2 separate regions of the Mus musculus genome follow, and region 2 is linked to region 1. A link is a contact called in public promoter capture Hi-C data. All regions are on one chromosome and are shown on one strand. The core of a region is the stretch at or near the end of the contact, and the rest is flanking DNA. Distances in the headings are between cores, read along the strand shown. Region 1 holds the start of Scgn (secretagogin, EF-hand calcium binding protein). Region 2 overlaps Carmil1 (capping protein regulator and myosin 1 linker 1).

Region 1 (5,358 bases), core at 1,056-3,555:
GGAAGGAGATATAGGGAAGTCATCTTGGGGGGAGGGGAAGGCCTTGCAAATGCAGAGGGAAGAGAAGGAAAAGAAGAGAGAGGAAGAGAGGGAGAGAGGGAAAGGGAGAGGAAGAGAGGGAGGAAGATGGAGAAGGTTGGGAGGAGGGGAGGAAAAGAGAGGGAGGGGCGCCACAAAGTGTCTGGGTTATACAGGGAGAAGCCTCTGGGGGAAGGGCAGCACAGAGCGTGGGCTGTAAAGTGCAGGGTTGGGGACAGGGTATGCCAGGTAGGGACTGAGGAATGTTGGGAGATCCAGGAGGCCAGGTCTGCTTTTGATAGGAAAAGTATGCGCCTCAGTCCGTTGTCCCAGGGTCTGAAACCAAATAATGGACACCTATGATCCCTATAAATCCTGGACCCTTTTCCTGCCTCTAAGCACTTCTCCAATTTGTGGATCTTGCACTTTCTCTGTGAGTGATGGTTATAGTTTTCGTCCCTTAACCTAAACAATATGCTTCAAAACTCCTAAAGTTTACCAATAAGTTTCTATGGAAGATCAATCATTTTAGTATATAGTTTGTACTGTTTACTGTATACTGTGCTAAGAGTTTGTAGCCTCATTTATGTAACCATTTTAACAAGCCCCAAAAGGCAAGTGCTATTACTCTCATACAGCTAAAGCCCAAAAAACAAAAAACAAACAATACACTTCTAAATAACCTGCCTAGCATCACACAGCTAGTTAGTTGCAAAGCTGCATTTTGAACTCAAAGCTTATCTTCTTCTAAACTATATTAAATATTATCATATACAATTCATATTTATTTAGAAATTTAAACATCACACGTAACATCATGTCACACCAGGCTGCTCTTGGCTATCAATTTTTCAAACTTTTCTTCCGTTTTATAAATCCTTTTTAAAGAACACAGTCATTCCGTCATAAGGCAACAACACAAAGGCAGCCTGATTCACTGGGGACTTCCACGCGTTTCTCTGACCCTCTCAGCAGCCCTCCAAGGCAGACATTGTACTCTTCGTTATAAAATATGAAAGCTGAGACGTAGAGACCTAGAATAGTGACCCATCACAGAGTTACCACTTGGTTCAGCCAGGATCCTGAGCTGGAACTACTGAGTCTCATGCGCTCTACTACTGTCATTTAAATAGCTTACCTCTGTTGCTCCTTACGAATAAATTGAATGCTAGCAGCAGACCACAAAGGAAGGGTGTTCTTACTCCAGCTCATTCTCCCCATCTCTCTGTTGAGTTTCACATGGCGGCACAGGCGAGCTGTGACACATAGTAATCCCCCAGCCTCTTGAGTATTGGAGGTTGCAAGCTTGAGTCACCACATCTAGCTCAATTTTTGCCTAACTCCTTCTACTGATTCCTTAGCAAGATGTTTGAAGTCCAAAGTCACCAGGTTAGTCTCTTTATTCTCTCAGAAGTCAACTGGTCAACAGTTTTCAGTTTTAATCATTAGAAAACGTGCTCAAAAAAAAAAAAAAAAAAAAAAAGAAAAGAAAGAAAGAAAAGAAAAGAAAAAAAAGAAAACGTGTTCCTTTAAATGGTGGCTGCCAATTTGTCTTAAAGTGTCTCTAAGGAGTCAGTTACAAACATCTGAAAACTCTTCCATAGATAGCATGTGTTGGGTAGACCCCTTTCTTGATACAGTGTGGCTAGGTTTATTTGTGCTTCAGCGTTTTGCTTCTCTTTGTGGATGTTTTGTTTGGTTTTGTTTTGGAGACAGGATATCACTTTGTAGCTCAGGCTGCCCTGCAACTCACTGTGTATCACAGCAGTCCTATTCCAGACTCTGTAGTTCAGGAGCTACAGGTGTGTGCCACCCATGCCTGGCTCCCTGCAGCATCTTAATGGCACCACTTCAAGCCACAGTGACTGCAGTAGCAGGTCCCTACAGTACACTACAGTTCAGCAACGGGTGTGTTTTCTGATGCCTCGTTTGGCTCCAGAGGCCACTTCTGAACACCTTCATCTCTCTTCTTCCCTCCGCACCACAGTATGTGTCCTGTCTTATCCAATCCGTAAGGTGCCAGCACTGACACTTTTTCAACCCTAAACATAGACAGCCCGTTCCAGGAAACCCCTTGAGACATTAGTTTGAAAGGTGAGTCAACCTGAAGAGAATGTTTTCGTGAGTTTGACAAACAACTTAAACGGAAAGGCAGTGAGCCGTGAACAGGAGAGACAGTTCCCAGTTTCTTTCTGTCTGATCCCCATCACCCTCCTCACCCCATCCCTTCCCCCTACAGCTAACAGGCAGGAGCCCCGCTGAGATCTGCCGGGCGTGCGGGGCGGGGCAGGAGGACGCCTGCGGGTTGCCTCCTGGAGCCTGACATCTAGACTGAAGACTGCTCAGCGACACCAACGAGCCCGGACGCCCTCGAGCTTGCCTTGCCCACTGGTACCTAGCTAGAGAGGGAGGAAGTGGACCGAAGAGTCGGGAAATACTGCTAGGCGAGTTTACCCACATCAGCACCATGGACAACGCACGCAGAAAAACTCCAGCTCGGCTGGATGCTGCCTGCTTCTGGCAGATCTGGCAGCGCTTCGACAAGGAAGGTGAGTAGCTTTGGTCAGTTGAGCGCCTAGCGTAGACACAGAGGGAACTGGAATTTCTCCTAAGCGCCTTTCTCTATAAGAAAAGTTGACTACTGAGTGCCGGAGAAAGTACCCTCAGCATACGCTGATTTTACATATCAAGAAAGTGTCTGAAAAATTCTGAGTGGACTGAGCACTTTCCTGCTTCCCAACCTGTGGCTGTGTGAGTGACGTGCAGTTAATATATTAACAAACATCATTGCATATGTATTCCAGGCTGTTGGGCTGAAACTCAGCAATCTGTGGTGCTTTGTAAATGTGACAGTTTTTCATTAGTGACTGTCACGTTACCCAGTCTCCATTCTCTACAAAGGAGGATGAGTTTCAGCAACGTGCAGATTTATGTCCCTCTACTTCAAACCACGTGCTTGAACATAAAACACATCTGTTTACCATTTGGCCTTGTCCATTGATAATTACACACACACACACATACACACACACACACACACACACACACACACACACACACTGCCTGAAAGGCATGCTTACATACAAAAGCTAGGACTTAGTATTTACCCCTCTCAAGATATTAGTAGATAGATACTGAAGTAACAACAACAACAATAATAACAATAAAGTGTGAAGGTTACAGAGATGGCTCAGCCATTAACATTATATACTGCACTTACAGAAGACTCAGGTTTGGCCCCAGCGCATATGTTAGGTGGCTCCCAACCACCTGAACTCAACTCCGGAAAATCTGATGCTAGCTTCTAAGGGCACCTACACTGACTTGCACCACACTCTCAACCCCTAGACATGCTCACATTTACATAATTAAAATAAAATACAAACCTTTTAAGAATAGGAAATATAAAACTGAGACCAAACCCAAATCTAAATAGCAAGGCATGGTGGCACATGCCTGTGATCCTAGCAATTGGGAGGTAGAGGCAGGAGGATCAGGAGTTCAAAGTCTTCCTCAGATACATAGCAAGTTTGGGGCTAGCCTGGGCTCTATGTGACACTGCTTCAAACCTCACACCTGTAATATACTTTTAGACAAGTATTGTCCCATTTATTCTATATTAGTGACTATTATTTATGCTTATTTTCTTGCACTAGAAAAAGGTTACATAAGAGAGACAGAGCTGGATGCCTTCTTTGATCATTTGCTGGCAAAATCTGGCACTGAGGTAAGTACTCATAGCATAGAGCACTTGCGTATGTGTCTCAGCAAAATACGAGCCACGGAGTCTTGTGCTGATTTGAACCTTAATCCCGTATGACCTTGTTTTTTCTTTGCACATAAGATCTCTCCCTCTCCCAGCAACATAAAGAGATTTAGGCAGGTTTTATAAAAGGTATCATCACATTAGGCATTCTGGCCACTGATTTTCACTGAAACATCTGTCATGCAGTTAGATTGCCTACCTTTTGTGGACTCAATCAACTGTAATTTCAATGTTTCCTTGGTTACATCTCTGCTAATGGATTTCAACAAGAGGTAGGGTTAACTCCTAGATCAAAAGCACAAAGGAGTGGAGAAGATATTGTGAGTTTTAATGTTCCGTGTTCACACATGACAAACAAACCACTTAAAATCACTTCTTCATGATCTGTTTGATTAAAAGAGGTTGTAGATTTCTCATGAAGTGCTAAACCAGAACACAACTGGTATCCCCAGGATCAGATATCAATGTAAAGCAGTTTACTGAGATGGTAAATCTGTCTAGAAAGATGCGGATTTGTTCTAGAAGGTTCTTGTACCAAAGGAGAGGGGGGGAAAAACCCAGAGATGCCAAAGGCCAGCCCAGCCTGTGATTGATGTTCATCATGGAGAGAAGTCCTTTGGGTGGGTGGTCATCTCAGGAGGACAGGCTCTGGGACTGCTGTATTTACACAAATTGTCTCCTCTAGGTTTCCATACTTTACCTGGAGGAGCATTAGGGGTTACATAGTCCCACTTTGGAAACTTGGCCCTGGCCATGGATTCCCTCCACCCTCAGAGTTCAGGGAGGGGTGTTAAAGGGTGGGACAGCCAGCTAAAACATGGAAACCAAACCAAACCAAACCAAACCAAAGTCGCCCCTTGGTCTCCCTGTGTCTGCCTCTCCTATTTTGTGCCTCTTTTGTCTCTCATGTCCTGCCCACTTCTGTGTTCTAGATTGCTCAGTGTTTATTGTTGCATTCCTCTCTCCGTGTGTCTCTTTGTGATCTTTGTGTATCTCCTCCATTTCTTCAGCCCTCTTCTGGCTTTCCATACTTCCACTCTGCTTTTCAAAGTTTTCTCTTGTCTCTCCTATGCCCTAAGTCTGTTATTTCTCTTTCTCCATCTCTTACCTGTGTCCCTATCTCCATTCTATTTCTGCTCTTTATTTTTTACTCATAAGTTTCCTCTTCTCAACTCTTGGTCTCCTTTTCTTTTGGCCTCATGGTCTCTTTCCTTATTTCTCAGTCTCTCTCTCTCTCTCTCTCTCTCTCTCTCTCTCTCTCTCTCCCTCCCTCCCTCCCTCTCTCTCTCCAAGGCACAAGGCACAGGGTGACAGGAGAGAGGCATCGATCTCTGTACTTCTTCTGTGCCCTGTTCAGATATTTGCATCTGCTTCTCTCCAGCCTTCATTATTGCCTTTGCATGAGCTGTGGGTCTAGCTTAGGAAGATCACCACAGCAGAGGCTCCTGTTACCACTTTGTCACCCATTTTCCCATGCCAGCAACCCACTCCGAAGCCTCTGAACTTGAGTCTGTAAATGCTCAGGCTTTGGTTTTGCAGGAACCCATCCATGACTCAACATTTACTCAAACTGT
Region 2 (5,489 bases), core at 1,411-3,910, 260 kb before region 1:
GGATGAGCCCTTTGAAACTTAAACCTTCCACTGGAAGACAGAGGGGCCCAGGATGAGAAGAGATGATGGATGAGTCAGGAATTTGGAGCTCCTTTGAAAACGACAGTCTGTGACCTTTGTGTATATGAGTTTTAAGATAGGATCTCTCTGTATACTGCAGGCTTGTTTGGAACTCCTGGCTGAAGCCACCCTCCTTCCTTGTCTGCTGGGTTGCCAGGATTACAGGCTTAGTTCTCCATGTCTGGCTGGAAGAAGATGGATTGTAAAGGTCTCAGCAAAGGCTGCCAATTCCTTAGAAACACAAAAGCCCAGGAGTAAAAGCTCCATGTGTTCCTAAGACCGTGTGATATGGAACAGAAAGACAGTTTTGATCGAAGGCCTGCAATAGCTTTCAGCCCCATCTCCACTTCCACCCTGAGAATAGGGCTTCCTTCCTATCTTCCAGAAAGTTCTATGGCTATATTGTGAAGCAGTAAACTACTAGCTACTGACTTTGCTCCCCAATCCTTCCGTACCCAAGGAATGAAGTATGCCCCACCAAAGATGGTTCAGTGATTCTAAGATACGTTAGGGAAGGATGAAGGGGCTTGTGATCTCAGAGGGCTGAGAGTTGTGTTGTGAAAAGCTGTCTGTCTCCAGAGCAGTGATCCTCATCCTTCCTAATTCTGTTATCCCCTTAATACAGTTCCTTATGTTGTAGTGGTCCCCAAGCATAAAATTATTTTAATTGTTACTTATTATGGTATTTTCTACTGTTATGAATCCTAATGAGAATATCTGATATTCAGGATGGTCTTAGGTGACCCCTGTGAAAATATCATTTTGACCCCCACCCCCCAAAGGGGTTGGTTGCAACCCACAGGTTGAGAACCAGTATTCTAGAAGATTGCAGAAGATACTACCCTCCACCCTCATCTTTGCATCCTGGTCTCTGATTCTGTCTTAGTAGGCCCTGACTAGGCAATAAAGTCACTGGAATTATTGGAGTCAGAGTCTATGGCCTGGCATCACTTACATACTAGGCTTAGCCTCAGTCCTCCCTCAATAGGCCAATTAAACAAAACAAGGAAAAGAGAGAGGAAGAATTGTAGGAAGAACAAAGTGGTCCAGTGACCCTTCCCAACCACCTTCATCTTCAGGGGCTTCTGATACATGGTTTATGTTTAAATAGAGAACAAGAGGTATGCATAGCGAGACGGTCAGGTCTCGGCCTGGCTGCTCCCATGACAGACCTGACATTGTTTTAGCTCTTCTGCATGGTGGTCTAACAAGTCCTCAGAACGCCATGAGATCTCTTCCTGGGAGACAAGCTTCTTTCGTGGCTGGCGTCAGGTGTCAGTCTTGTCCTACTCCCAGAATTCCTGGGGAAGTTCCAATTTCTGAGGTCCATTGTTTGATAGCCAACTGAGATAGCCCAAAGGGAGGAGCACTAGGGTCCTTTTGGAATGTCTTCACTCCTGCCAGGATCGTCCATCACACAAAGGAAAGAAAAAACAAAAACATTCAAATCAGATTTTTAGTTACTGAATACATTCTTCCTTTGTTTTGAGACAGAGTCTTGTTAAGTAGCTCAGGTTGGCTTCATATTTGTGGCAATCCTCCTGCCTCAGCCTCCTGAGTGCTTGGAATTATAGATGTATGCCACCAAATCTGGCTCAAATACTTTTAGAATAAGGTATTTTGTCACAGTGAGGGTCAAGTTTCTTCTTTGTTCTGTGCCATCTGCACCTCTGAGCTCTGTGGCCAGACCTCTGGGGCTTTCTGCAGTGTCCTTAGCAGAGAGTGGGCCCCCCTACTTGTAATGATCCTACTGAAATTCTGCTTAGTGTTAGTCCAAGATTGTGTGCCCCCCCCAAGACACAGCCCAGGAGTTGTTCGGAGGTCCAGATGCTGAGGGTGTTTGTGAGTGTTGGGCTGTCTTCCCTTCCCTCTTCTTCCCTTTTCTCCATTAGGAAAAGGGCCAGCATTGCAAACATAATCCATCCATTATGCAGGCAGGCTGAGTTCTGTAAATGTGAACGAGCAAGACTTCCTGAGGGCTCACACCCACCCACGATAAACCAGGAACTTGACTGTTCATTCCCAGTTTGGTTTGTTTTTATTCACATGTGTGGCAAGTCTCTAAAATCGAGAGCACTTGGTTGGAAAAATTCATATTATGGAAGGAAACTCTGTTTTTCTTTTTCTTTTTTAGGATAGGGTGCTTCACTCTGTAGTTCGGGATGGTTTGGGGCTCACATTTGCTATAATCCTCCTGCCTACGCTCCCCCAAATGGTTGAGATTATGTGCCACCCTACCTTTCTTTGGAGACCTAACAGGTTCTTTATTTGCAATTCTGTCACCCCGCCTAGGGGTGATCTTAGGATTGCCCATCCTGCCCCTTCAAGTGGCTTATTTCTTTTTTTTCACTGAGAAGGCATGTGGGCCACATTGCAAGGCCATAAGGTTTGCGTTGCTTGAGGAGACTGCTGGCCCGGCTCTGTAGTGTCCCACCTCTGCCCTGCCTCTGCTTGAAATTTCCTTTGCATGACTCAGTTAAAAAAAAAAAAAAAGAAAAGAAAAAAAAAGAAGACAGAAAAATCTAGGGATCAGAGAGAGCCAGTGAGTGGGAGGGAAGGCAATGTTTTCCCTTCTGAGCTGCAAGGGCCATTGTGTGGGTCTTTAGGGAACTGAGCCAGCTTCTCTAGCTGCTTGAGGCCTGGACCTTGTGAATCCTTCCTCCCTCTTCAGTTGGAGTCCTCCCTCTTCAGTTTGGAGTCCTCCCTCTCCAGTAGGGAGACACTCAGAAGCTCTAGGGTCTCCTGTAATTTTAGCTGGGAATATAAACCAAACAGAATGGAATTTCTTCCTGCTTCATGAGCAAGACTGTGTTCAGGAATGTGGGGACGGTTGAGAGAAACCCAACCAACAGCCATTGCATGAAGGCAGATGGCCACTTATACCCGTGTGTTGGCTAGTGTTATGTCAACTTGATCCAAGCTAGAGTCATCAGAGAGAAGGGAGTCTCAGTTGAGAAAATGTCTCCCTAAGATCAGGCTGCAGCCAAGCCTGTAAGCCATTTTCTTAATTAGCACCTGATGGGGTAGGGCCCAGGCCATTGTGTGTAGTGCCATCTTGGGCTGGTGGTCCTGGGTTCTATAGGAAAGCAGGCTGAGCAAGCATTGAGGAGCAAGCCAGTAAGCAGCACCCCTCCATGGCCTCTGCATCAGCTCCTGCCTCCAAGTTTTGAGTTTCTGTCCTGACTTTCTTCAGTGATTAACAGTGAAGCCAAATAAATATATCTCTTTCCAAGTTGCTTTTGGTCATAGAATTTTATCACAACAATATTAACACTAACTTAGACAACCCAGAAAGAGGAAAAGGCCTCTCTCTGGTCCTTTGGCCCTTCCCTTCTGTGCTCGCCCTGCCCAGGGTTATCTCCCTAGCAGGGTAAACAGGAATCCTGGCTCCTGTCCACAGGACAGGGTCCTCATCGTTTGTTTCCTGCTCAGGATGCTTCTCTTATTATTGCTTTAGCTTTTTGAGACTGAGTCTAAAGTAGCCCAGGTTGGCCTTGAACTCATTGTGGCAGGGCTGACTAGTATCCCATCCCCCATCTTTCCACATCCTGTACCTTCAGCTTCATAGACTCAAATGCCCACTGGCACAAAAAACAAAAAGGAAAACGAGCCCACTCTAGTGGCACACGCCTGTGATCACAGCACGTGGGAGGTGGAGGCAGAAAGATCAAAAGTTCAAGGTCACCCACATCTTGAAACCCTGCCTTAAAGAGCGAACCCAAACAAACCACTACTACTGCCCCTCCCAAGGCCTGGCTGCGGTTTCGGTTATACTCTGTAGATAAATGCCCCAGATCACTTATGAGTTTAGAATGCTTTGACACTTTTAAAGGCTAAATAAATGAATAACTAGCTTGACATGTGAGCAATGCCGTGAAATACTTCTTGCCTTTCCAATTCCTCCTTCGTCTCCCTTATTCCCTCCCAACTTCATGCTCGTTTTTATTATGAATATTGCACACACACCTTCCGAGTCCATTTAGTATTGCTTGTGTGTACATGTATATATAACCTTCACAATCCATTTAGTATTGCTCCTATGTACATGTATGCAGGGCTGAACACTTGAGACTGCATACATAATCTCTGAGGGAGGTAAAAGTGATTGCCCTTCTCTGAGGAGACATTGGTCACCTGTAGCTCTTGCCTGTGGGCGAGACCTTGTGGAATTTCTCCTGTTCCTCTGACTGTCAGTTGGTATTCTCACTGTACAACCATATTGCTGAGATCCTATGGGTGTGTTTCCTGCCCTGTCTAGAGGACATAGTCTCTAGCTAGTAGCAGATGCCACAGTGTTCAGGCTTTAACAATCTTTTGTTCCCTCATCCACACATTCCACGGAGCCTAAGGGTAGGAGTTGTATTGCAGTTAGGGTTGGGCACTCCATGATCACGTTCTTTCCCTCTGCATTCATTTTGACCAGCTATGGATCCTGTACTGGTCTCCATCCCTTGCAAAAAGAAGGTTCTTTGATGAGGGGGGAGAGTGATGTTTATCGGTGGGCATCAGGGTAAGCATTAGATCACAATTGGAGATTATATCGGTTTAGGAAGAAGGCAGTAAGAGGCTCCCCTTTAGGAGCCGTGGTCTCTCCATCCACGGGTGGCTAGCTTGGTTTACACTACCAAGCATGGACCCCCTATTGTGGAGTGGGCCTTAAGCTGACAGCACCACTGTCTCACCATCGTGATATCTCCCTGGGTCAGCCATTCCGTTGTCACAGTTCATAGGATTGCTCCTCTCTTGGCAGCTTGCTTAGCACCTTCCAATAATCCCTTGAGAGCTAGTCTAGGAGGAGACTTCCAGGTCAGTCCCACCTCCGTTCTCCAAGCCTTGTGTCAGGTGTCTTAAGCAATAGGGTCTTTTTTATTTATTTTTTAATTAAAAAGATAGAATCTTAAAACTATTTTTAAAACATCTTGGTTTTTCATTATTCCTTTGGGAGTTTTCTACAGTGTGTTTTGATCCTACGTACTTTCTCCGTGATCTTTCCAGACCCACCCCTGCTTCCTTTCCCCACCCTACTTTGTGTAGACCTTGTCCCGCTTTCCCACCAGTCAAGCCCAGTTTGTGCTGCCTGTATCTTCTCAGAGGTGTGGGCTTCCCTGGCGTGCACCCCACTCGCCAAGATGCTGCCCTCATAGAAAACTGACTTGCCCTCTCTTAGGGACTGTCAATCCCCTATAGCTGTCACAATCGCTGAGCTCCTGTGGGCAGCGGCTCGGCTGGTTTGTGAGGACATGGTTTCCTTGAATTCATCCATCACCTATGTCACGGTCTTCCTGCTTCCTCTTCCAGAATAATCTCTGGAGACAGCTGGTTACCTCACCACCAGCCAAGAGCAGAGAGGCAATGCGTTCGGACTGCAGCTGTGCTCAGCTGGATTTCTACACTTCATGCAGCTTAGCACTTAATTATAGCTTGTGTCG

Evidence for each region. Promoter capture Hi-C pulls out the DNA fragments that hold promoters and counts their contacts.
Region 2: a contact with region 1 is called in a promoter capture Hi-C map of fetal liver, with 4 times the contacts expected there. The contact joins the enhancer-like site here to the promoter of Scgn in region 1. A contact is called at or near these places in 6 of 39 promoter capture datasets (the C10 cell line, cranial neural crest, fetal liver and 1 more), 1 of 484 Hi-C or Micro-C datasets (bone marrow-derived macrophages), 2 of 115 datasets of contacts at active chromatin or transcription factors (both in embryonic stem cells) and 2 of 9 other capture datasets (adipose tissue and macrophages).

The regions. Positions count from the first base shown.
Region 1 is chr13:23,988,161-23,993,518 of GRCm38.p6, reverse strand. It overlaps Scgn (secretagogin, EF-hand calcium binding protein), which reads left to right and starts at 2,305. Exons shown (of 11, transcript NM_145399.1): 1 at 2,305-2,567; 2 at 3,675-3,745. The coding sequence starts at 2,486.
Region 2 is chr13:24,244,687-24,250,175 of GRCm38.p6, reverse strand. The region is part of intron 2 of Carmil1 (capping protein regulator and myosin 1 linker 1); the gene reads left to right. Among named protein-coding and RNA genes, the nearest start is that of Carmil1, 33 kb to the left of the region's middle. Within about 2 kb of position 2,660, at least 40 of the 459 cell types and tissues checked have an H3K27ac peak or open chromatin away from gene starts, as enhancers often do.